2 separate regions of the Xenopus laevis genome follow, and region 1 is linked to region 2. A link is a contact called in public Hi-C data. All regions are on one chromosome and are shown on one strand. Each heading gives the region's core, a stretch centred on a gene start, on an enhancer-like site or on the middle of the called end of the contact. The rest is flanking DNA. Distances are from core to core; before and after follow the strand shown. Region 1 holds the start of anxa1.3.S (annexin A1 gene 3 S homeolog). Region 2 has its middle 43 kb from the start of aldh1a1.S.

Evidence for each region. A called contact is a pair of places that touch in the nucleus more often than the background predicts.
Region 1: a contact with region 2 is called in a Hi-C map of the XL177 cell line, with 3 times the contacts expected there. The contact joins the promoter of anxa1.3.S here to the enhancer-like site in region 2. A contact is called at or near these places in 2 of 4 Hi-C or Micro-C datasets (the XL177 cell line and the XTC cell line).

The regions. Positions count from the first base shown.
Region 1 is chr1S:120,902,906-120,909,585 of Xenopus_laevis_v10.1, reverse strand. It overlaps anxa1.3.S (annexin A1 gene 3 S homeolog), which reads right to left and starts at 2,460. Exons shown (of 13, transcript NM_001093817.2): 1 at 2,411-2,460.
Region 2 is chr1S:120,725,528-120,733,110 of Xenopus_laevis_v10.1, reverse strand. No RefSeq gene overlaps it. Among protein-coding and RNA genes, the nearest start is that of aldh1a1.S, 43 kb to the left of the region's middle. Within about 2 kb of position 3,595, at least 1 of the 7 cell types and tissues checked has an H3K27ac peak or open chromatin away from gene starts, as enhancers often do.

The sequences.
Region 1 (6,680 bases), core at 1,211-3,710, 180 kb before region 2:
CTAAGGGGCCCATTTACTAACAATCAAATTGCAATTTTTTTCCACAAATCACGAAAAAATGTGTGATTTTCCTGGTTTTGTAAAAAGTTTTAAAAATTCAAGATTTATTTGAAAAAAACACAAAAAGTTGTCGAGATGCTGTAAAAGTCAATGGGAGGAGCACTAATCCTATTGGACCATATTTAAACCAATCAACATTTTAGAGGTTTTTGGTCCAGTTGTACAAAAAAACTCGAATTTTTAGAGCTTTTTCATGGTGTTTGGATTTTAATATTTTAATATTTTTAATAACAGTCATGGTTTTAGGGTTTGTGAGTTAAATTGTGGTTTCAAAAACCTCTAAAACCACTAAAATCCGACCTTTAAAAAATAAGCCTCCACTCCTCTACATTTTGATAAATCTGCCCCTTGGTGATCTGCAACCAAAGTGTGTGAATAAATTGATGTTAACACAATTACAGAGACAATGTCATTCAAGGAAAATATTATGCTACATATAGTACTAGGAATGAAGAAGAGATGTACAATGCAAGTAACTACAGGGATAGTGTATAAAACTGGCAAAAACTGGTCATAGAGCTCTGTGATGAGCGCTAATCTCACATTTCAATAGATCTGCCCCTAAATATCCCTAGGCACTTTCGCATTGTTGGGTGTATCATGCTTAAACTGCACAACAAACTGCTTATTGAGCAATGTGACTTCTTTTCTTACTCAATATTGCAACTTGTTTGAGTAATTTATGTTCCTCACAAACAATGAAACAGGTCTTTCAAGGAAATAAATTATCAAATGTTACTTTGTATTTTCAGATTTACTTGTAAAACATGAAACGTTTCAATATGTTATTAAAATCAGCACAATTTTAATAATATATGCTAGTGTGCATGACTGATGTAGTTTTCTTTAAATGCATCTTTTGCTAATCACCTGTCTTAAAATGTATTACTGGCCAATCACATGTTTGGCTGCTATGTGTATGTGACCACAAAGGGTATTACACCCAATGCATAGCGATTGTGCAAGTGTGTAGTGCAGGAATCCTGCTCCAGAGCTCTGTTGTTAAACCACCTGTTATGACACCAATATGCAAAGTGAATTGCAAAGAACAAAGAAAAGATTGTCTGCATAGCCCCAACCACAGCACTGTGCACACAGCTTTAAAACGTGTAGACAAAAAAAAGCTTTTCGTGCTTATAGCCTATACAAATAATGGGAAATATTGATTTGTATTCACAGATGAATATAATTATAAAAAAAAGTATAATCATTCATAAAAAAAATCAACCCTATTTATACCGGTATTTTATGTAAACATATTAACAATAAAATATATTCAGGCAATTGGACAAAAATAGGTTTCCAACTACATCACCCGAAAATGCTTTTAAACGCAATACTCTTCCACTTCCAACTATGAGAATAGGTTGCGCTCACGGTGTCATTCAGAACTCAGACCTGTCCTACTTTCCCTGGACTAATTCTTTTGATTGTTACAACAAAATTCTTTACAAATAAAAAAAATTACACTACTTAAATGTAAGTGATTACCTCCAGCCCATCTAATTTATGATCAAACGTATGTGATCCAGCTAAATGGAACATTTTGATTGTGTAGAGCACACAACCTTGAGTAGAGATCCAATGGGCAGCCCAGAACTGATTATGCCACACTTAAGTTTAGTAGGCCAGCCAAACACAAGCTAAATTGTCAGATTTATGTTTCAGGTTTTAATGGTAAATAATAACTTAACACATAGCAACATGTTGCATAGGAACACAATTTTTATACCTTTAGTAAAACTAAAAATGTGTGTCCAAATGGTCAGATATTCTGAAGAGCTTAACCATTTCGCCAGATTTAGTTGTCAACAAATCAACCAATCAGTCAGAATTGACACATGCAACAGACAGGTACACAAAGGGCAATACAAAATAGAATGGATTATTGATGTATGTTTTTGTTTAAAGTAAAATTAGGGTGCAGAAGGGAATGTATTTCTGATCTGATATATATCCCTGGTCAACAATAGAGACAGTTGATGCTTACTACTTCGCCAATGAGAAAAGCTCCAGAGTATTTTGGAGCTTTTTCTAAATAGGCAATAAGCTTTAGAGTACATGATACTAGGAATTCCACTTGCACTTTCCCCTTGACTAAAAATTTTTGTCACACAGTTCAGTAATACCATTCAGTAATGTGTTTATGTAATTCTATTTAAATAAAAAAATAGATAACAAGACATAACACATACTTGTCACTTAGTTGTGAAAAACGTAGTTTCTAGCACTACATAGTGTATCTGTATGTCATATAATTTAAAGTACATTTAAGAAGTTAATGAAGTTCATTAATGAATGGCTCAGGTGGACAATTAATTGTAAGAACAATGCAATCATCAGAACATACCTTTTATCCAACAGATATCTGCTTGCTGAATAGCTGAGCAATAGAAGAACAACTTGGAAGATCAAAGAACGCTGAGTTTTATAATTACAGAGGGCCACACCTATTAAATGAAAAAAACTGCTGCTCCATTTAACTGACAAATCATTTGCCATAACCAAATTAAAGGAATACCGACACCAGAAATCTTTTGTTTAGATCTATCATAGCACGGTCTGTGCATGCTATTCAAAATTTTGCCATAAATGTATTTACCCGATGCTTTTGAACTACTATCTGATCCCCCATTTTTCCCTATGAGGGGGCTGCCATATTTGTGCCACAAAAGTCATTAAAGGGGTTGTTCACCTTCAAACAACTAGTTGTTATCAGATAGATCACCAGAAATAACGACTTTTTCCAATGACTTTCTATTTTCTATGTGTCACGGTTTTTCTAATATTGAAGTATAAAGTGTCATTTCTCTCCTTCTGAAGCAGCTCTGGGAGGGGGGGTCGCCGATCCTGTAAACTGTTCTAAATTGATACATTTAGTTGATACATTTCTTATCTTTGTCCCTGCTGAGCAGAATCTCTGGGTTTCATTACAGGCAGCTGTTAGAATTGATACAATTGTTGCTAATACTCCAGAGATGCTGCTGAGAAATGTATCAACTAAATGTTGCAAAATTGTAACAGTTCAGAATCTGCACCTGAATTACTGAGCTGTCAGACTCAAACACCAGAGACAGGAACATTCAACTTTAAACTTAGATTTTGGAAAAAACGTAAAAAATAAATAATGGAAAGTAATTGGAAAAAGTCATTATTTCTAGGGAACAATCTAAAAACAACTAAATTGAAAAAAGTGTTTGGAAGGTGAACAACCCCTTTAAGAGGAGAAGGGACACATTTAAGTATCAATTACTTACAAAAGCAGAACTATCAACATGACCTATAGGTAACTTTTTATGTACATTAATATTTTGAAGAATATTTTTCAGTATCAGTATATTTTTAGGGTGCGCAGCATAGCATCACTCTGCAGTAATGTAGGTGCCTGTGGATGATGTTATCAATGTTATGATTATTTATTATGAATGCATGATGTTATAAATAACCCCATTTTACCATGGTTGTACTTCTCTATATTAGCACACAAAATAACTTTCCTTCCACACAGGGTGTAGTTGTACTATTTTAGGAAGCACAGCAGAGATAAACAAACTGCTTGGTGATTGATTAGTTTAACCATTATCCAAACACAAATATTTCAGGTATCAACTGATGACTGACTAATCTAAAGTTGAGTATAAAGTCTATGTGTTATCAAATTATCTAAACTTGTGTACAAACTATACATATTTGGCATTTGAAATTTTAAACAATCCTGGAAGACTAATACATTCTAATACACTAGTGGGTAATAGGCTAAAGTAATACTGTCTGTACCAGTGGTGCGAGGAGGTTTCCATTAAACTCAATGCCAGGCAGCACAGGCAACTAGGGATGGGCGAATTTTTTCGCCTTGTTTTGCCGCAAAAATTATGCCCATAGACTTGTATGGTGTCGTGTGTCAAAAAAAAAAAATTGCAGTGCGACAAAATTTTTTGACACCCATAGACTTTAATGGGCATCGGCGACATTTCGCGAAATGAAACGGGTCAAATTCGCCCATCCCTACAGGCAACTTTAAATTCTACGGAGGACCATTTATCAAAGGTCAAATTTTAGTGGTTTTAGAGGTGTTTGAAACCACAATCAAACTCATTTTCTATAAAACCACAAATGGCATAAAATTTTAATAAATATGAATACCTTGAAAACCTAGTTTTTCAGACAATTACTAGTAAAATCTGAAAACCTCTAAAGGTCTGAAGTTAGAGTTTATTCATGGTTTTTAGGGGCAGATTTATCAAGGGTCGAATTTCGAAGTGCAAAATACTTCTAAATTCGACCATCGAATTAAAATATTTCGAATTTTGAAGTCTAAGGGGCTGATTCACTAAATTCGAGTGAAGGATTCGAAGTAAAAAAACTTCGAATTTTGAAGGTTTTTTTGGGCTACTTCGACCATCGAATGGGCTACTTCGACTACGACTTCGAATCGAAGGATTTGAAGTAAAAATCGTTCGACTATTCGACCATTCGATAGTTCGGCAGATAAAAGCTATCGAAGTCAATGTTAGCCTATGGGGAAGGTCCCCATAGGCTTGCCTACATTTTTTTGATCGAAGGATATTCCTTCGGTCATTGGATTAAAATCCTTTGAATCGTTCGATTCGAAGGATTTAATAGTTCGATCGAAGGAATAATCCTTTGATCGTTCGATCGAATTTTCTGCGCTAAATCCTTTGACTTCGATATTCGAAGTCAAAGGATTTAAATTCCTAGTCGAATATCGAGGGTTAATTAACCATCGATATTCGACCCATAGTGAATCAGCCCCTTCGTATTTTTCACCGAATTTGGCAATCGATTGTAACAATTTCCGTGTTCGATCGAAGGATTTTCCTTCAACCTCTAAAGACTTAGAAAAATGTTGTAGAAGGTCCCCATAGGCTAACATAGCACTTCGACAGGTTTAATTTGGCGAAGTATTGAAGTCAAAGTTTTTTTAAAGAGACAGTACTTCGATTATCGAATGGTCGAATATTTGAACAATTTTTTAAATTCAAAGTCGTAGTTTCCTATTCGATGGTCGAAGTATCCAAAAAATAACTTTGAATTTCGAATTTTTTTTACTTCGAAAATTCCCTCACATTAACTTTGACCCTTGATAAATCTGGCCCTTAATAAATCTAGACTTTTTTGAGTTTTCAAGAAATATAGAGAAACTGCAATTTAAAAAAAAAAAAATGTTAGTTAAAAGGCCCCTTAGTCTGACATTGAGGGGGCGTTTATTAAAAGTTGTTTTTTTCTCATTTTTATTTTTAAAAAAATAGACAAAAAAATGGCCTCAATTTACTAAAAAAATCTGAACAAAAAAAGTGTATCATGTGACTTTTTCAAATTGTCTCTTGAAAATCACAACTTATTTTGGATTGTCACACAAAAACCAGCATCAAAATGCTGAAACCCTTGAAGAACTTGTAGGCAAGAAACATCATCCAATTGTAAATGAGACATCTGCCATTTCCTCATGACTTCTACATGATTTTAGCTAAAATAATTTTGGATTTGGATTTGTCACATAATAAATCCCAAAAAAATCCTACTTTTATTGTAACCTTTTCTGATGTTTTGAGACAAAAAGCCTGACCAAAAAAATGCGACCTTTAATATAAGTGAAAGGCTGAGTATGGGAGGCTGAGACCATGGGTCAGACAGAAAAAACTATAGAGCTTTAAAAGAATTGCTATGTCTGCTCCTTTATCAGTGACTTGAATGAAACATACTAGGTGTTGATTGTCTGCTGGATACTGGGCTGGGTAGTTTGCATTCCAAGTAGATGCTTTTTGGGTTGTCTGAGGCTGATAATGAAAGAGATGAGGAATTCTAAGAGTAGGTAAGGACAGGAAAAAGGGTGGAAGCAAAAAGACATGCCAGAACAAATGTTTACAGCAAGAGGTGACATAATATCTACAAAACACAGGGAAACAGGTGTGACAATTAAAAATAAAAAATGAGGAATTCTGAAAAAGGCATGATAAATTGCAACTATAAAAGAATTTTGTCAAACCCTTAAATTGTTGTCATTTTATACATACCATATGTCAGGACATTATGTTCTTTTATTTTTGTGCTTTGATTAAAGAAAACAACACACTGGGATTCTTTCAATAAGTTCAATGAGTTGTGTTACCTTTATTGTTCGCTATTGCACAATGTCATGACTATTCACCATTGTCTACTTGTGTCATCTGCTGTTCCTGGAATACACAGTCATTTATTACTCCAGTTCATACTAGGTATGAAATTAGATACTGAGGGACTTGTCCTCCCATCTAATAAATATTTACAATTTAGTTTCTCTAGTTAAATTGAAGTATTGTTCACTTTATTTTTCATAAGCTTTCTAAGCCTAAAGGTTTACTTCTAGTCACCAATAGTTGCCCACAAAGGGTGGGGGATTGTAATTTTTATCTATGTAAGCATATAATATTATGGCTTCCATTATACATGAATGCTTGGGACCTGGGGCTTTCAAGATAAGGGTAAGGGCACATGCTAAAATTCGGATTTGCTTCACCATAGGACCTACACATAGGATATACATGTAACAACCACATCTCCTGCTGCAGTATCACTAATAAAAGGTGCCAGTCAATTTAGAGACAACACCCTTATACTCT
Region 2 (7,583 bases), core at 2,346-4,845:
GGAAAGCCTATGGTGACCTTCCCCATAGGCTAACATTGGTGCTCGGTAGGTTGTAGGAGGTCGAAGTTTTTTTTTAAAGAGACAGTACTTCGACTATCGAATGGTCGAATGGTCGAACGATTTTTAGTTCAAATCGTTCGATTCAAAGTCGAAGTCGTAGTAGAAGGTCAAAGTAGCCAATTCGATGGTCGAAGTAGCCAAAAAAAGCCTTCGAAATTCAAAGTTTTTTTCCTTCTAATCCTTCACTCGAGCTAACTAAATGTTCCCCCTAGTGTATGTATATACAGTATAGAATAATATAATAATGTTGATAATGTAATAAAAACATGGTTGCTACTGGTCTGATCACCCGCTCAATTAGCAGGTAATGTTTATTGATCTCCTGTTTAAAAGCAAACATCTTACTGGTTGCTATTGGTTGCTGCACTTGGGCAAACTTTGTGCCTTTATTACAAATAGGGTTAAAATTGGTGTGTGTATGTGTATATATATATATATATATATATATATATATATATATATATATATATATATATATATATATATATATATTATTCCAATGTTTCGGTCTTCTCAAGGAAGATTGAAACGTTGGAATAATAAATTAACTTTATCTCTTTTCACCATATTTTAAAGTCCTATGAGTGCCTTGCTTTACATGATATTCTATGACAAAAATTCTGGAAGTTTTATAAACCTGTTTCTTAACCTTTGGTCCCCAGATGTGGCTGAACTGCAACTCTCAGTATTCCTGAACCCATAAATAAGGGTTAACAGTTTTCCTGCAGGTACTATGCTTTCAGCAGATGAAGCAAAATACAGCCAGTGCCCCCTTTACCCAGTTTACAGTGTCACATAGTGCCCCCTTTTCCCAGTTTAAGGTTCCACTATGGGAAAAACACATGCCCAACAACTTTTCCAAGTTGCAACTAAACCAGCCACATCCTTGGAAGGATAAGAGTTCAAGTGTGTTGGTAGTTATAGCTGAACAGATGGAGAACCACATCCAGCTTCTTTTCTTTAATATTCACTTTATTATAACATCGCTGGGGTCATTTATGAAAGCAAGTGCTGCGTGTAATGTGCATTCTAAGATGCAATTCGCCATAGTTTGAGCAAAATGTTGCAATCTGTTTCAATTGTTCCCCATGCACCACAACATGTGTACACAACTGTGAGGGCATGTTGTGACATGCTGCCTGCAATGGGGCACAAACTGTCAGCAGCCCACAGTGTGAACCTTCCAGCTAGAAGTGTTAGTAGCTCCAGTGTTCCCCTGCATCACCTGGCACACTTGCATGGAACAGGAGCACTAGGAGTGCAACCATAGCAAAATGCATGGAGAGTCTTTGGATGAAGTACCTTGCACACTAATGAACAGTGTCAATGTCTGCAATGACTGTATATTTTTGTGCAACTGCAGTCATAATTAAGCCCTTGTGTTTTGGGTCAAGTGTGTTATAGTCCAACCAATTTGTTGTAGACCAAAAGTATTTATAGAGTGAAATTATTCAAATGTACAGTATATATGGGAAGAAAACAGTAATCTGCCAGTGCCCTGCTAAAGAACCATCTAAAGATTCACATTTCTCTACCACTATATTGATAATGCCAATAGTGACCTGAGTGCATTCATGTACAAACTTGCATTGCTGTCAGCCTGATTTTCCGCATTAGGGATCTTTACATTATTTGGATTAAAATACTGTCACGGTCGGCACCCTAAATTCAGAACCAATGCTAAGCACCCTGTTCTTGGCTCTTGCTTCCGCCTTTAACAGCCGCCTTTCACCTCGGGAGGAGCCCTCGGCTAATCGGATGCCGCCAGGTCTTATTTAAGAGAGGTGCCAAGCGAAGGGTTCTGAACGAGTAAAGGGGCACGATGGTAAGGCAAAGTCTTTTGGGCAGAAGGTCATAGTACAAGGCGTAGACAAAACAGGCCGGGTCGGGGCAGGCAGAGTACAAGCGGAGTCAGGCAAGCAAGGGTCAAACCAGGGGATCAATCAGATGGGTTACGGATACAGAATAGTCGATTACCAGGCAGGGTCAGGATTCCGGAAGTCAGGATTGTCAGAACAGGCAGGGGTCACAACAGGTATTCAGAAAACAGACAGGATATAAATCAGAAGCACCAGGAACTCGCTAGAAACGAACCTATAACGGGCAAAGATCTGCAGACAAAATGCTCCATTTATACCCCTTTAAAACTCGCACCACTGCACACTGACGTCACTCACCGCGCCGCATGCGCCCTAAGAACTGGCAGGCATGGAGGAAGAAGAGCCTCATGGCGGCAGCCCCACGAAGGGGGCATCAGGCGTCCCTGCTGACCCCTTCCCGCTAGACCACCAGGGTGAGTCGTTACAAATACCTTACGTTTGGTAAATGTAATTTAGGAAACTGGGTACCTCAAGCTCTGAACTACCCCAAATGGATTACATCAGATTTCGGTTAGACTTGTCTCAACTCCCAGCAACTCCCGATAGTGCATGTGTTACATGCGACTCTTCTACTCACAGGTGCACAGGCTGTACTGTTGGAGGAAAGGTTAACCACACTGTATCTCACCATACAAAAACTTTTAAAAAACGTTGGTGCAAACGGTTCTTAAACGCAAATTGATATTTTTTTATTAGACAGTTGTTACAACATCTCTTGGTGGTGCTGATTCAGATGGTACAACACTAAATCAATACATTCTTCCAGTACTTTCTCACATTAATTTTTATTCGCACAATCAGAGCTGTAGTGTTCACAACACCCCAGTGGTAATATTCACTGACTTGATATAACAATAGCCAACACTAGGCAAAGCCAGTGGTGTATTCTATTCCTGAGCCTGATCAGCCTTGTTACTGTAGGTCAGTGCTGTCCAACTTCTATGGTACAGAGGGAATTTGTCTGGCCTACATGGTGGAGGGTCGATAATGGAAGTCAGTGTTAGCCACTCCCTGTTTTTAAAACCACACCCATGTTACCACAAGACCATGTCCACATTAATTGTGGTAGCACACCAAAAAACCAAATGGTTGGTGCTCACTGCAGGGATATCACTTATCACTCATATGTGAAAAATGTAAGTCAAATTAAGACATACCCTTAAATCCATATGCCTCATCCTCCCCTGTGAATAACACCTAACAACGCTGATTCCCAACAACTGACTCTTCGCTAAACCTGTTGCTCAGGCTAAAGAGTCAGGTGATCCCTGATCCTAAAAAGCCTTCCATGGAATTGGATTGGCTTACGACCAAATGGTAATCAACCCTTGTCTGACTGGACAGCAGCCCTAACACACACATACAGGGAGCATATGAAAGGCAGAGTATGGCACATACAAGGAGAATAGGGCAGGCAGAATATGGCACACACAGGGAACATAGGGAAAGCAGAGTATGGCACACACAGGAAACATAGGGCAGGCAGAGTATGGCACCGCAGGGAGCATAGGGAAGGCAGAACAGAGCAGGAGACAGGGAAACCTATCAGCACCACTCTAAGATGTACTACATACAGTGACTCAGTGCTGGTGCCCCTTCAGCAGTTTTGTATGAGTGTGAACAGATAAGCAATGTGGGCTGTTTCAGTCTGGGATTTAGGTGTGAACAGTAGGGTATGAACAATAGAGATGTTTCAAGTGTGAACAATGCAGGGGGGATTGTATGTGTGTGAACAATACAGGGGATTAGTGATGGGCGAATTTGCGCCGTTTCGCTCTGCCGAAAAATTCGCGAAACGGCGCCGGCGTCTCGTTTTTGACGCCGGCGCCCGTTTTTTCGACGCCGGCGCCCGTTTTTGACGCTGGCGTCCGTTTTTCGAAAAAAAAATTTTTGACGCCGGCGAATTTTCGCGGGCGTTTCGCGAATTTATTCGCTGGACGCGAATCGCGCAAATTCGCCGTGAATTCGCGCCTGGCGAATAAATTCGCCCATCACTACAGGGGATTACAGTCTGAATTTAAGGTTTAAACAAAGCAGGGGACAGTTATTCTCTGTAGTGATACCTTTAAAAGGTTACACAAGGTAAGCAGACACAGTAGGCAGACTTTTATGTGGAGGGGCCAAACAAGGGGGGGTTGCGGGCTACTGCTGTAGGGTATTGACGCTTACCTGCCTTCTTGTTGCAGCATCTTGCTGTTTTACTAACTACACAGATAGTCTATACCCTCAGCACACCATTTCTTCCAGCAAGTGTGGCCCAAAAGATAAAGAACTGTGGTGCCTTCCCCTTTTATAAACTAGCAAACCCTGCCACCGTCTGGCCCTGAACTTCCATGGGTCATGCTCCCCCTCCAAATTGAAACACACGGCCCAATCTTTAGCAAAATATTTGCATCAGAAAAAAAAACTGCTGGGCAATGCACATTCAAAGAAAACCGAGGGGAAACGAACCCACTTAGGGGCAAATTCACTAAGCAGCGAAAATGCGCTAGCGACGCCTTCGCCGCACTTTGCCAGACGAATTTTTGCCAGGGTGCCGCTAATTCACTAAAATCCAAAATTGCGATCAGGGAGGCGAACGGTAGCGAATTTGCGCAAGCGTTAATTCCTCAAGCAAAGCGAAGTTACGCTAGCGATGCCTAATTTGCATACGGCGCCAAGTTAAAGTTGAATGGACGTATACGTAGCAGCAAAAACATTACACTACACAAGCCTGGGAAAGCTTCATAAAATAAAATAGAGTTGTTATTTTGCCCTACACATGTGCCCACTGTATAGTTTAGGTGCCATATGTTAGGAAATATAGGGGGGAAGGAGGGTACCCCCAAAAAAATTTACGATCTTTTTCAGCCTATCACCCTTAAAAAAGGAAAAAACGCCAGCGTTTTTTGGGACTTAGAAAAATTTTCAACTATTTTTGAAGCAATCCCTATCTACTCTATTGAACTTCACCTGGTCTGAGGTGGCGAAGGCAAGTCTGGCACAAGAGGTAACGTTCAGTAAAATGTGCAAGTTAGTGAATTAGTGTAGTTATGTCCCATTCGACATAGCGCAACTTCGCCTGGCATAAGGGTGCGAAGTAGCACTAGAGTAGGTTTACTTCGCTAGCGAATTTACGCCAGCGCCCGTTAGTGAATTGGCGAAGTTACGAAATGACATCACGCTGGCGAATTTGCGCCAGCGTTAGTCACTTTGCCCTTTAGTGAATCTGCCCCTTAAAGTTTGCATCCATTGATCTACCTACAAATAAACTATTCCAATTTCCTAAGTCCTATTTTATATGAGAAAGATTTTGATTATATAGTCCTGTAGAGAGTCATAAAGTCATCTGTCCCCTGTTTATCTTCCTGTGTAAGAACTGAACCCATTGCATTCTACAGAACGTTTCTGTTATCCTTGTATCCTGTGCATTTTCTCTTTTTTCAGATGGGCTTCCCCCATAGTTATATAAACTCGTCGTCTTTCTGAAGCAAACACACAATTTATACTAGTGCAGGGCAATAGTACATTATATTTTTATTATTATTGGAACCACTTTCATTTTATGGTTTAATATTGATAATAGGATAAAGCTTTTTGATAAATGGCAATCCTATGTTTATGTATAATGTACTTTTTATGTAAAAGTTAATAGGACTCATGCATTAAAGCCATTCATGAAATATTCTGTGTCCATGGATGCAGGTTACATCAGTAGCAACTTCTGGCTAACGAATTGTGCATTAATGCTGCACACATTAGCACTATGGAAGTGACACCATCCTCACTCTGCAAATGTTAGCCATAACTTAAGCTTAATTCATAGAAATGTACAATGACACCATAAATTTTAAGGAAAAAACAGTGTCATGTTGGACAAACAAATGAGCTTGAATATGTTGCACCCTGCTTACTATTTGTTCTTCTTTTGTTGTTTCCCTGCTAAAATCATTGGAAAAAACATTCATGCAAAGTCTAGAGACATTTTATCATGTATTTATACATTGCTGACATATTCTTTTACACTGTTCACATCAGTCCCTGCCACATTGAAGTTTAAAATCTAAGGTCCACATCCCATTCACACATATTCACTGTATCAGGAGCTAGTTAACCCACTCAGGTCCTGGCTGCAATCAAACCTAGACCCGCAGTATTGAAATGATCCAGCGCTACTGAAAACAGACAATTTAGGCTCATATAAATAACCTACATTAGCTTAGAGCAGAACATAGATATAGTATATTCTTTTAAGGTCATAATCCAAACTGAAGTCTATGGTAGAGGAATGCTAAAAAGACAGGCCTAGCTATTGTGTTTACAAACAGCTGGATTATTGCCAAGAAAGCAGTTTAGAGGTCCCAATGGAAATAGTAAAATGCCGGAACAGAAAGATAAGCAATAAGAAACAAAGCTGAAATCTCTCAGTAAATCTTGCTTTTGGTTAATGGTCTCAGTGACCCCAACAACCACGTGGAATTTTCACTTGCCTGCTTGAAAAAGGCAGGACAGGAAGACAAATATTAAAAAATATATACAAATGGTTACTCATTTATAAGATATTCATTCAGATACATGTGTTTATCTTGCATGTGAGACTAATGTTCTAGCAATAAAGCTTTTTCAGTCCCATATGCAAGGGTGTAACTACAGAGGAAGCAGACCCTGTGGCTGCAGGGGGGCCCAGGAGGTATAGGGGCCCCATGAGGCCCTTATGAGCAATTTCAACATTTATTGGTAAAACAGGACAATCTCTGGATATGTTGGGGGCCCTAAAATGAATTTGCTGTGGGGCCCAGTAACATCTAGTTTCATCTGTAACTTCCATAACAACATCACCTTAGTAGCTGTTCTTGCAATATATCAGTAGCCCAACAATAAGCCTTTTCTCAGAATAACTGAGAGTTTTTTGGCCATGGTAGGCAAAATTGGGTCTACCCAGTATTTCTATGCATAACCTTAGGCACACTGTTATGGAAACAGTTTAATTAACATGAGTGCATAAGAAATGGGTTCTGTTAAAACAGAAGAATTAATCTGTAGTTTAAGCTTTTAAAGGAGAAGGAAAGCTACGGAGGCATTTTATTGCCAATAGATTAGCTGCAATAGTGCAAGCTAGAATGCTATATTTATTCTGTAGAATGTTTTACCATACCTGAGTAAAAAGCTCTAGAAACTCTCTGTTTGTTTAGGATAGGAGCTGCAGTATTAATGTGGTGTGACATCACTTCCTGCCTGAGTCTCTCCCTGCTCTGGGCTCAGATTACAGTAGAGAAGGGAGGGGGCGGGGGAAGAGGAGCAAACTGAGCATGCTCTTGCCCAGGGCAATGAGGTTTAAGATGAAGGCAGGAAGTCTGATACAGAAGCCCATGTGTATACAATAGAAGGAAAGAAATGCAGTGTTTCTTTTGACAGGGGAGCAACACTACTTTGGGGGTTACTGGTTTGCTTATATAGACCTTTCTGATAAGACTTACTTAGTTTTAACCTTTCCTTCTCCTTTAAGTCACATATTTATACCTGCTCTTTTTTCCTTTCTTTTACTGGTTCTTTTGATTTTTAGCATTTCCTTTTCCATTTACTTCCTTCTTCACATTTTTATTGTCATTGATATTCTTACATTTTCTGGTCCTTCCCTCACTAGTAGGCAGCTCAACGTCATCT